Regions from separate parts of the Podarcis muralis genome. Here region 1 is linked to region 2. A link is a contact called in public Hi-C data. All regions are on one chromosome and are shown on one strand. The core of a region is the stretch at or near the end of the contact, and the rest is flanking DNA. Distances in the headings are between cores, read along the strand shown. Region 1 holds the start of LOC114594508 (zinc finger protein 318-like). Region 2 holds the start of POLH (DNA polymerase eta).

Region 1 (5,986 bases), core at 620-3,119, 170 kb after region 2:
AGGAACATAGGAAGCTGCTGAACCATCTAGCCCAGCATTTGTCCATGGAGCCCAGTAATTTCTACTCCAGACTTCCCCAGCTAACGACTTCAAGAGGCTTCGGACTACAATTGCATCAGCCCCAGCCAGTGCATGCTGACTATGGTTGATGGGAATTAAGGTTCAAAACCTCTGGAGGGCACCAGGTTGGGAAAGGCTAATCTACTTTGAGCGGTAGTGGTTGCTAGAATGTGCTTACTACCAACCTATGGACCCTCCTCCATATTAGTTTCTGCCCCTTAGCAACTTTCTAATGTGTACTATATATCTTATTCAGTACCTACCTCTCTTGTTCACTCTTGCTCTCAGAGAAGCTCACAAAGTATGCACAACTCAAACGATCTTTTCACAGTATGCACCGGACAGATGACACCTTGATGAAAGTTTGGGACAATGAATTGAATAATCTCAGAGTGTGTCATTATGTAAGGAGCACCTAGTCAAATGGACAGCGAACAAAACAGATATGCATATTCCGTTTAGAAAGTGAGCATGATTCACATCATCCTGACAGTTTAGAACAAGAACAGGTGTACAAAAATTGCAACTGCAAAATTTCTGCCAGATACAAAATCAAAGACTCCGATTCAGCTTGGAAATCATGTCTAAAATAAACACAAACACATTTAAGGTATTAGGTTTCCAACATTGTTTGGTGAATACTATTTTATGAATCTGATTATATAAATAGTATTATTAATTTATATACTACTTCATTTCCAAGATGGCCTCTTACTGGTTTATAAGTATAAAACCAATGATACATAATTAAAATATATAATAAAACAAGTTAATTAAGGCACTGAGATAAACATTCACAATTAAAATATGTAATAAAAATAAGACCATTAGAACAGCACAATGAAAAGATTTAAAACAGCAGTTGGTTAATAATATGAATTTTAATCAGTCAAATCTTAAATCAGTATATGAATAAGAACAAGGGGAACAAAAAGCTATCTTACTTGGTTTTAATCAGTGTACAATGACAATGAGTCAGAGCTGGTGGGGCAGCATCTTTTCAGGATGTCAAGCAGAAATCTATCAGGCAATGTGAAATATCTCTGTCCAGGACCTTGAGAGCTGCTGTCAGAGTAGACAACGCTGAAGTAAATGGACAAATATTCTGAGCTGCAATAGGGCACCTTCCTATAATCGGATTAGAAGAGTCACCCCCCCCCCTTATTATCATTTTAAAACGATACTTTCCGTTTGCATATTTACAACAATTTAGTTTTCATTACGATTTTTATTATTTTACATCTGAGGACTGATTAATTGGAGGACAGCCTTTTTTGGTCAGCCAACTAAACATTGCAAGCCCCCTGCTTTCTTGGGCGTTTCCTCAGAAATCCGCCTATATACAGATCAGTGATCAAATGACACGAGAGCCAGAGGAAGCCCGTGTTCTGAATCAGCTGAAATTCTCGCAGACCACTGTTGAAACAGAACACATTAAAAGGAGAACGGGAAACTCAGGGTATATTGCTCTACACGTTTTCTCTCTATGAACTCTGAGTTACCAGGCCGGACGGAGCCCACTGATATACTGTATCTTTTCCCCCACCAGCGGCCTCTAGCGTCTGGGAGAATACTTTACAGCCCCTGGCAGGCGCAAAGGCCACGTGACTCGAGTTCCGCCGCCGCCATTTTGTAAGGACGTCGGAAGGAAGTGTCTTCCCCGCCCGCGCAAGCAGCGTTTGCGTCCGGTGCTACGTGCGCGCGCGAGGAGCGGGGGCAGTTGATACGTGCGCAGAGCGGGGGCTGGGGGCTGGGAAGGGAGCTGGCGAGAGCGGCCTTGGTGGCGGCGGAGGCGCTGCTGTTGTCGTGATGCACCGCGCCAGCAGCAGCCGTTCGAGCAAGCCGTCTTCCAGCCGGTCCAAAGCCAGCGGATCCAGCTCCAGTTCGGCTCGAGGCCGCAGCTCGCACCGCTCGCGCTCGCGTTCGCGCTCCCGGTCTCCGCGGAGCCGCCGCCGGCACCGCTCGCGCTCCAGCGGACGCTCTTCGCGCCGGTCGCCGCCTTCGCGCCGCAGTAGTCGGGTACGCTCTGCCCGTGGCGGCGGAGGCTGAGGGGGTTGCGGGTTGGGGAATTGGCCCGGCTTGAGCGAATTTAAGCCGCCTCCGAGAGCCAGCGTGGTGTAGAGGTTAAGAGCGGTAGACTCGCAATCTGGTGAACCGGGTTCGCGTCTCCGCTCCTCCATATGCAGCTGCTGGGTGACCTTGGGCCAGTCACACTTCTCTGAAGTCTCTCAGCCCCACTCACCTCACAGAGTGTTTGTTGTGGGGGAGGAAGGGAAAGGAGAATGTTAGCCGCTTTGAGACTCCTTCGGGTAGTGATAAAGCGGGATATCAAATCCAAACTCCTCTTCTTTCGCCTCCCCAGCGTCCAGGGGTAACTGCCGCCCGCTTGCCTCAGTACAGTGGTAGCTCGGGTTACATACGCTTCAAGTTACATACACTTCAGGTTACAGACTCCGCTATCCCAGAAATAGTGCTTCAGGTTAAGAACTTTGCTTCAGGATGAGAACAGAAATCGTGCTGTGGCAGCGCGGCGGCAGCAGCAGGCCCCAACCTAAGGTGGTGCTTCAGGTTAAGAATAGTTTCAGGTTAAGTACGGACCTCCGGAACGAATTAAGTACTTAATCCGAGGTACCACTGTACCTTCCCCAAGGAGCATCCCCCAACTCTCGCACCTAACTGCCACTTGCTGGAATAGCCAGCCGTTTTCCTGCCCCCAACTTAGTTATATATAACATCATGGCCCACATTTCTGGGCATGCGCCCAGCAACCTTGAGCATCCCTAAGCAATCTTACCCGCGATCCCAGCCTTGGCTCTGTGGTGATGTGAAGGAGGTCGAAAGGCTTAATGACAGCTGGAGGGGAAGCTTTGCCTCAAAGTAGAGAAACATGAAATGTGCAACAGCCCTGTGTATCCTACATCTGAGAGGAAATCACCTTGGATTTAGTAAGACCTCTGAGTAGACCCTTCTCAGGTTGAGCTGCACACTCCTTTCTTTCCTTCATTTCTACATGAAGGAAAGTGGCCGGTGATTTTTGCCCACACACAAAATACGCTTAACAGGTTAAGGCAATACCTGTAGACTTGGCTTGTTGTGGGGAGGAGCTTAGGTTTATTTTTACCAAAGGTTCGTGGATCGTTAAATGAATTTGAAAAGTAGAATGGCTGCTAAGGCATATTGGGCGCCTAAAACCTGGTTGGATTACTTGAAAATTATTTCAACCAAAATCAACACAGCTAATGGATAGTCATGGTTAGGATGGATCAAACTCTGAATTTCAGAGAAGATTAGCCTTTGGAAGTGATTGTGCTTCACTTTTCATATTTGTCAATAACCAAATACTTAAAGATCTTAAAGGCTGGGGGAGAGATGAAGAAGAAAAGAGGCTGCATTTGGATGATTAATGAGCTGAGATATGCATCAATTTACTGAACCTGCATGCAATCTCTTTGGTCCCCTGCCCCCTTTGTTCAAGTGGGAAACATGCCAGGAAACCAGTTAACCATAGTTATTCTGTTAACAAATAATTGGAAAGCTAGTCAATGGCTTCCAAGGAGGCTAGAATATGAAGCCATTGAAATAAAATTTGCTTCCAGTTCCTGTCTTGTTTGGAAGCCAGTGTTTGGATGTAACAGTACACTGCTGTTAGTTTTGATGCCTGGCTTTGGGAACAGGGAGCTGAGCAAGCTGCATGTGGATTTGTGACTCTGCACATATCTTGGCTTAATAAACTGAGGTTTGATTCTCTAGATATCAGGAGGAAGCAGAGTGAGGAGATAAATACTTCCAAGAGATAAGTTCACCTATCTAAAAATGTCTATTAGAACTTGGAAGTGCCCTATTCGAATGATGGGCTATCCCCCTGTTCCATTATTAATTAATTTTAAGAAACAACCCATTCCTAGAATTGACCGCTTTTCTGTGAAAAATGGGGGTGGACAGTGGTTTTTTGGTGGTTTATGTCACTGGCAATAAATTGGGAGGCTTCTTATTCTTCTAAATGATACAATTGTCAATTTAGCTGCATTGTCTCATTACATTGTTGGTGTACATATTATCAGATGTCTTCACTGCACATTATAAACATTAGATGCATGTAGTGTTTTTCAAATCCACATCAATTGTAGTAAAATTTGCATACTGCATTAATATTGGCTTATTTCTTAAATAGCATCATGAACCCCCTGCCCCATAGTAACTTACTTGGCCGTAAGAATTCTGATGTCTTGTTATTTTAATTGTAGAGACGCTCTCCAGGCAAGCGCTCTCACTCTCCAGGCAAGAGCTCTCACTCTCCGGGCAAGAGCTCTCACTCTCCGGGCAAGCGCTCTCACTCTCCGGGCAAGCGCTCTCACTCTCCGGGCAAGCGCTCTCACTCTCCGGGCAAACGCTCTCACTCTCCAGACAAACGCTCTCCAAGTTTGAGTGATGTGAACAGGTAAGGCTTCTCTGAAGGCCAGTCTCTCATAATTAACCTTGGTTATCTTTCTTGGTTCTTGTCCCATGGGTAATATAAAACCCCACAACCTGGTTGTAAGAGGTTGTGGGAAATGTATAGGACATGTTGGGAATCTCACATATAGGACAGACGTATTTAGCTCTCTTATTGACATATTTTTCATACCTCCCTTGGTATGGATTTAAAATGTTAGGAATTAAAGAGAGGCATTGAAAACATGTCTCCGTTTAATTTCATACAGCCTTTTTACAAATAAGAGCAGGATGGAGATGGATAAAAAGTACATAGCTCAGTTTTGAAAACCTTTTGTTTGACTGAAATCATTAGTTTTTACATCTACTACTTTGAATTTTTCTAACAGTTTTGTCTTCAGTGGATTCTAAGGAAACCATGAGAGTAGATGTGGAATGGAAACAGCTTCTTTTCTAAAAATGAACCCCAGTTGAAAAACAAAATGATGAAACACCCTTCTAGTAAATTTCTTCTCACCTCATGACAATTTAGCTGCTATTTTAAACTCGCATGTACCTGCAGGTGCAGAAACAGTGTGAAGATCTATATTATAATTTGCTTTCACTGCCCAAACATCCTGTTTTCCTAATCCATTTTTAGGGGTGAAATTTCTTCTGCAGATCTCCAACAGCAGGTTTTTATTTATAATAATAATAATAATAATAATAATAATAATAATAATAATAATAATAAATTTTATTTATATCCCGCCCTCCCCAGCCGAAGCCGGGCTCAGGGCGGCTAACAACAATCAAATAATCCAACATCCTAAAAGAATAGGGTTATATATACAGACATGTACATGAAAAAGGGTATATTTAGGAAAGATAATTGCATGAATGACAGAAGTTGTAAAACACTTTCACACTGAACAATGAAACTTCCCCGTTGCTTTTACTTCTAGAGCCACTTCTAGAAGTAGAAGCAACGGGGAAGTTTCATTGTTCAGTGTGAAAGTGTTAAAGCTATATCAACACTAGAATAAGGAAGACCCAAATTGGACCCACAAGAAAATGTTGCCACATAGAGTGCTGCTGATCAGGGTTCTCTCAGTTATTCCATTCCATTCCCCTTCACTCCCCCACCAGTGTCCTGTGCTTTTGCCCCCAACACTCACCCAATATTCAATGCTGACAGAGCTTACTCAGTATTCCTTGGGCTGGTTATTTCCTTATGTCTCTCCTTAGAGTTTTTGAAAATATTTTTTCTGCATCTGCAAATCTTGGGATTTCCCTGAGCCAAAATATAGCCCCCTCTTAATGTTTGGGTGGTCATTTTGGCTACAGAAGGATCCATTATTAGTTTGCTGTTAGTATGTAGAATATGGAAGTATAACAGCAGAGATCAATCAGTGTGTAATTTAAGGGTTAATTATGTTGTCGGTAAGTCATCTAGACGAGGGGGTAAGTTGCGATCAGCGCGGGTGGCATGATATTTACTGAGATAGTAGCTGCT
Region 2 (6,003 bases), core at 285-2,784:
CGCCACGGCAAGGAGGCGAAGAACGGAGCCGGGTTCGGCTTGAGGGCCGCAGGTGCGATGCGCGGAGGCTGAACAAGCCCAGGCAACAGCTCAGCTGCCTCAGCCGCTAAAACTCCCGCCTTCACGCCTAAAGGACTACAACTCCCAGCATGCCTTTAACTACCTTTGCGCCTCGAACGCAGTTGCTTATACAGCAATGCATATTGGGAAATGTAGTCTTCGGAGGGGAAAAGAAGGCCACGGGTTAGACCGAGAACGGATTTCCCTCCGCCCCGTAGTGGAAGGGCCATCGATTACGTCATTCTTTCAGGGACACCGTGACGCGACTCTCCTTCACCAAACTAGCGGGATGATAGATGTAGAAATGTTAGACTGACAATTCCTTGAGCTGCTCAGTGGATTTTCTGAATTCCACCCCCGGTCGTGTGATCACTTTCGGAGAGGGATAAAAGTGACAGCTGCTCGTTCAGGGACATTGGAAGCTGACAGTAACCCCAATTTAAAATAAAATAAAAAAGCACGCATGCATTACTTTACAATTCTATCACTACACGTCAGAATCGGGTAATGCCGCTTATTATTTTTCCAATTGATGCATAGATTTACTGCGGACATACACAAAAAGCAAACTCATGGGGCTCATTAGACTTCTCTTTTCTTCCTAGGGACGAAAGTAACTCTTTCAGCTAGTTTTCTAGCTGAAAGAGTCACTTTCTAGGGAAAGAGTTACTTTCGTCCCTACGAAGAAAAGAAAACTAGAAAACTAGCTGAAATCTATTATGTTAGCTGAACGGGGTCGGCAAAGTATTCCCCCCTACAATAAAAAGTAGAGGCAGAGAGGGGTGTTATTTCTAGTTCAAGTCTTACTTTATGAGAAAGATGCGTGGGCTAAAAGTTTTTTGTTTTTTTTAAAAGAGAGATTACAGGAGCGAGCCTGAAGCAACCCGAAAGTTCCACGTCAAACAACGAAACCTCTCTAAACTTTCCTATCTCTACATGACGACCGTAGAGCTACTATCGCATTCACTGCCGGCGTTTAAGAAGCGTGTGCGAAAAAAGGTCGCCGGGGTCGCCTGCGCCTGCGCACTGCGCCACTTTGGCCGTCGCACCCGGCGCAGCGTTGCTCCCCTTACTCTCCTCGAGCCCGGTTGCCCGGGGCAACAGCGGCTTTCCTCTCCCCCCGCTCCCCCCCTGCCCCCACCCCAGCCCCGCAGCGCCATGTCGTGGGACCCGGTGAGCACCCTCTGCGAGCAGCTCGTGAAGGCGGTGACGGTGATGATGGACCCGGCCTCCACGCAGCGGTACCGCCTGGAGGCCCTCAAGGTACCGCCGCGCCTCCGCCTCCCGAAGAGCCCCCTGAGGCCGGGCGCGGGGTTGTTTTTGGGGCGGGGGGCTGCCTGAGGGGAGCCGGGATGGGTGGCAGGCAGACACATGGCCGGCGCCAGCTCGGGACTCCCGTGCGCCCCTCGCACCGCTGCTCCTTCGGATGCAGGTCGTGCCTCGTTGGCTTTCCGTATGCAAAGCAGAAACTGCGGCGGTTTCTGCCCCCCGAGGCCTCTCCGCTTTCGAAAGGGGTTGCCCCGCCGTGGGGAGCCTCGGCCTCTCTTCTTCCAGAGTGTGGTGTCGCTCCACGGCCATGCTGCCCCCTCGCCCGCCCTGGGGCCCACGTGGCCGGGTGTCTCCATTGCAGGGGGCTGAGCATCCTGCATGGCCGGCTTCCTACAGCGGTGAGCGGGGGCAAAAAAAAACCCCTTGCCTCCTCCGCGGACTCTCCGCGCTGGCCTGGGAGTGTGGCAATGTGTGAGTGTGCCCGCTGGGTGCGATCTCGACAGTGCAAGGCAGATTTTGTTGTTTAGTCGTGTCCGACTCTTCGTGACCCCATGGACCAGGCACTCCTGTCTTCCACTGCCTCCCGCAGTTTGTTCAAACTCATGCTGGTAGCTTCAAGAACAACCATCTCGTCTTCTGCCGTCCCCTTCTCCTTGTGCCCTCAATCTTTCCCAACATCAGGGTCTTTTCCAGAGAGTCTTCTCTTTTCATGAGGTGGCCAAAGTATTGGAGCCTCAGCTTCACGATCTGTCCTTCCAGTGAGCACTCAGGGCTGATTTCCTTCAGAATGGAGAGGTTGGATCTTCTTGCAGTCCATGGGACTCTCAAGAGTCTCCTCCAGCACCATAATTCAAAAGCATTAATTCTTTGGCAATCAGCCTTCTTTATGGTCCAGCTCTCACTTCCATACATCATTACTGGGAAAACCATAGCTTTAACTATATGGAACTTTGTTGGCAAGGTGATGTTTCTGCTTTTTAAAATGCTGTCTAGGTTTGTCATTGCTTTTCTCCCAAGAAGCAGGCAGATGTAAAAGGGGAAAGAATGCTTGGGGAGGGGCAGGGATTGTTATATTAGGATTGCCACCTTCTTTCTCTCACTCCGTACCCCACCCAAGAGTCCAACTGCGCTGACAAATTAAAAATCAACAGATGCAGGTCATGTAAAGCCACACTAGTTTTTTGTTTTGTTTCTGTGTTGCATTTATATCCCATTGCAGAACGCACAAAAAGTATACATTTCCTACAAAAGACACAAAACGTTTGGTTCCTGAGTATGTGAAATCTATCCAGTAGTAGAAGTGCTGGGGAAGGCAGCTCCGAGAAGTTTGAGGTGGTGTACATAGTTTACCTCTTCCCCATTTTGTCCTGATGACAACCCTGTGAGGTAGGTTAGCCTGAGAGGTAGTGACTGGGCCAAGATCACCCAGTCAGCTTCGTGGCAGAGTGGGGACCCACTAGGTCCAACCTCCCTGGTATTTCTACTTGAATAGGTTCTCTCTGTTTTGTGCACAGAAGAGCCCTGCCAGAGTTAAAGGAGATGACACAACCCTGGATGAAGCAGAGTAACATTGGTTGCATTTCCATTTCCATTCAAGGTGATACTAGGATAGCCCCAGAGAAGCAGGATTTCTGCAAAGGGTGTTAAACCAGGAGGGGAAAGATGTTGGTGGCATAATGGTTGTGGAATGATGAGCAAAGACAGGAGTAGGAAAATGGAATAAAAGAGGCATAAACAGCAGTGAGAGACACTAGAGAGATAAGAGACTTATATGAGGGAATAGCAGACAGCCTTTAGCGTAATCTCTAGCAACTTGAGGTTGATGCAGAAAGCAATGAATTAATGTATATAGACAATTGAGGAGAAGTGCTCTAACTTGGTGAAGGGAGAATGGTTTTGGTTACAAGCTTTGTGAATTGACACAATAAATGAAATTACCAGAGAGAAGACAGGCAAAATAAAGCTGAAGTGGGCGTGATACAATTGATGTGTGCACAGTTGTCTATGTAGCACAGAACTTATCAGTTCTTACATGGGAACCCCCCCCCCCCCAAGTATGGGGGAAGGAGGAGTCCACTGAGATTTGTGTGTGTGTGTTTCACATATTAAAATAGAAGGTGAAAAAAGGAGTAGGAAGAACAGCAGTTTTACTGGTTATAAACCCTAAAGGTTGTATTCAAAACCATTATATGCTTCAGATTTTTGACAGTTGGTGCACATTTCAGTACCATATGCTTTGTTGCCTTAGCAAGCCCTTTATATTCTCAAAACAAGTGTGAAGGGATTTCCTTTCTAGGAACAGTTTATTTGAAAACCAAAACTGGCCTTCTCACACATCTTTCTCTGCATTATCTTGGAGGGCGGATATTTTTTGAGCCAGTGTGGTATAATGGGTAGGCTAGAGCTGTGGAGACCCAGGTTCAAACCTTCAGTTATGCATCTCTGCCTAACCTACTTCACATGGTTATGGTAAGGATAAAAGGTTGGGGAAGAGCCATGTGGGATGCCTGAGCTCATTGGAGGAAAGGCAGGATATAAATGTAATAAATAATTAAATATGAACGTTCTTGTTTGCTTAAAAAAATAATTCTTGCTCTTTTTCAGTTCTGTGAAGAGTTTAAAGAAAAGAGCCCAGTATGTGTTCCCTGTGGACTGAAGTTGGCCGAGATAACACAGACTGCTATTGTCAGACACTTTGGTCTTCAGATTCTGGAGCATGTGGTGAAGTAAGGAAGTGAATGCAAAGCAAGTGGTGTGGCATTGCAACTTTTGAGAGCTTTTTAGCAGAAAATCAGGCATGCACCTGTCACCATAATTATCTCTGGTTGTTAATACCTCTACAGTTTATATATAGCAAGGGAAACCCAGTGACAAGCTGAATAAGGAATTTATAATCAGTATTTTTTGTGTTAGTTCAGCAACAAGATCACTCCGTTATATGGAGATCCCACTTTTCTCTTTGCTGAGCTGTCTAGAGATTCAACTTCCTCTCTGTTTCTAGCAAACTAACACCACCTTATCTGTGTGTGTGTGTGTGTGTGTGTGTGTGTGTGTGTCTTGTATTGACTCCTGCCTGTTTTCTCAGCTGTGCTAGGTATTGTTCATTATTGACTGTTTCCAGAGGGGTCTGTGTTGATGACAGATACTATAAAAGAAGCCTTTCTGGATCAGATGAGAGGGCCACCTATTCCAGAGTTCTGTTTCCAACATTGGGCAGCCAGATGATTGTTGAGAAGTCCACAAGCAGAGCTTGTAGCCCTTTCCACTGTTGCTACCCAGCAACTGGTTTCCAGTACAGTCATACCTTGGATCCTGAACGCCCTGGAACTCTGACGTTTTGGCTCCCGAACACCGCAAACCCGGAACTGGTTGTTCCGGTTTGTGAACGTTCTTTTGGAATCCGAAAGTCTGACGGGGCTTCCATTGCTTCTGATTGGCTACAGGAGCTTCCTGCAGCCAATCAGAAGCCGCGATTTGGTTTTCAAACGTTTTGGAAGTCAAACGGACTTCTGGAACGGACTTCCGTTCGACTTCCAAGGTACAACTGTACTGCTTTTTAGCTTGGTGGTCCTATTTAGCTGTTGTGGCTGCTAGCCGTTGAAAATCCTTTCCTCCATGAATTTGTCTAATTCCCTTGTAGAGCCATCTAAATTGGGGGGCATCACCACATCTTGTTCTATAAGTGCATTGTCTGTGTGAAGAATTACCTTTTTGTGCCTAGTTTAAATCTGCTTCCAATCATTGGGTAGCCTCCGATCCAAGTGTTAAGGGAGAAAGAGAAAATACTCGCCTAGGATCTTATTACTTATTACTATTATCATTATGTTTTATTATGTTTTATTATTATTATTTTATTACCTCTGCCAAGTTTTAAGTACTGAGATTATTAATTTATCTGCATCTGGTTATTATTATCTTTCTCCCTGTCCTGACCATCCCTCCGAGGTTATATTTATATTTATAATCTTTCAATTTGGCTGGTCTATTTACTTAACCGACCTGGAACAATCTATCAGAGAAAAGGCCGCCGCCCATGGGACAGAGGGTCATTGATGAATGATAATCCAGCTTCTACCTAGGGTTTTAATAGGTCATAAGATTTTATGGTAACTATATTTGTAATGCATTTTTGTCGGTGTTCGTCCTTTGATGCTATGGCCTGTCGGCTACGCAAATAAAGTCTATTGATTGATTGATACTTTCTCGATCCACTTCTGTCCGTGTTATGCATAGTTTTACAGACATCTACCATGCTGCTCCTCCCTATCTTTTTTCTCTAAACTTAGAGGCCCACACACTTCAGCTTTCACTGTGTGTTTTATTGGGCAGGTTCCAGTGGAGTAGTGTGAGACAATTTGAGAACCAAACTTCTCTCTTGCCCTAGCCATGTTAGCTATGCTATCAGTGTATTGTAAAGATGATGCCTCTGTGTTTTATTGGGCAGGTTCCGGTGGAACAATATGAGTCGGCTTGAGAAAGTCTTTTTGAAGAACAACGTTATGGAGCTCATATCCAATGTGAGTCAAGCTGTTCATGAAGTTAAATTTCTGAGTTATTTCTTTTAGTAATAGAATGTACTTCAAGGAAGCGAGTTTGAGGTTCCGCTCCCTTTCCTTTCTTCATTTCAGATCACATGCAGTTTCAATTTTTGCTTGTTAATATCAATATTACTCT

Evidence for each region. A called contact is a pair of places that touch in the nucleus more often than the background predicts.
Region 1: a contact with region 2 is called in a Hi-C map of tail, with 2.7 times the contacts expected there. The contact joins the promoter of LOC114594508 here to the promoter of POLH in region 2. A contact is called at or near these places in 2 of 3 Hi-C or Micro-C datasets (blood and tail).

The regions. Positions count from the first base shown.
Region 1 is chr3:39,445,720-39,451,705 of rPodMur119.hap1.1, forward strand. LOC114594508 (zinc finger protein 318-like) reads left to right here and starts at 1,870. Exons shown (of 9, transcript XR_013392177.1): 1 at 1,870-2,079; 2 at 4,305-4,498. LOC114594512 (a long non-coding RNA gene) reads right to left here and starts at 1,678. Exons shown (of 3, transcript XR_003706002.2): 1 at 1,005-1,678; 2 at 324-412.
Region 2 is chr3:39,273,044-39,279,046 of rPodMur119.hap1.1, forward strand. POLH (DNA polymerase eta) reads right to left here and starts at 1,535. Exons shown (of 11, transcript XM_028724328.2): 1 at 1,473-1,535; 2 at 164-341. XPO5 (exportin 5) reads left to right here and starts at 1,092. Exons shown (of 32, transcript XM_028724323.2): 1 at 1,092-1,323; 2 at 3,934-4,055; 3 at 5,774-5,846. The coding sequence starts at 1,219.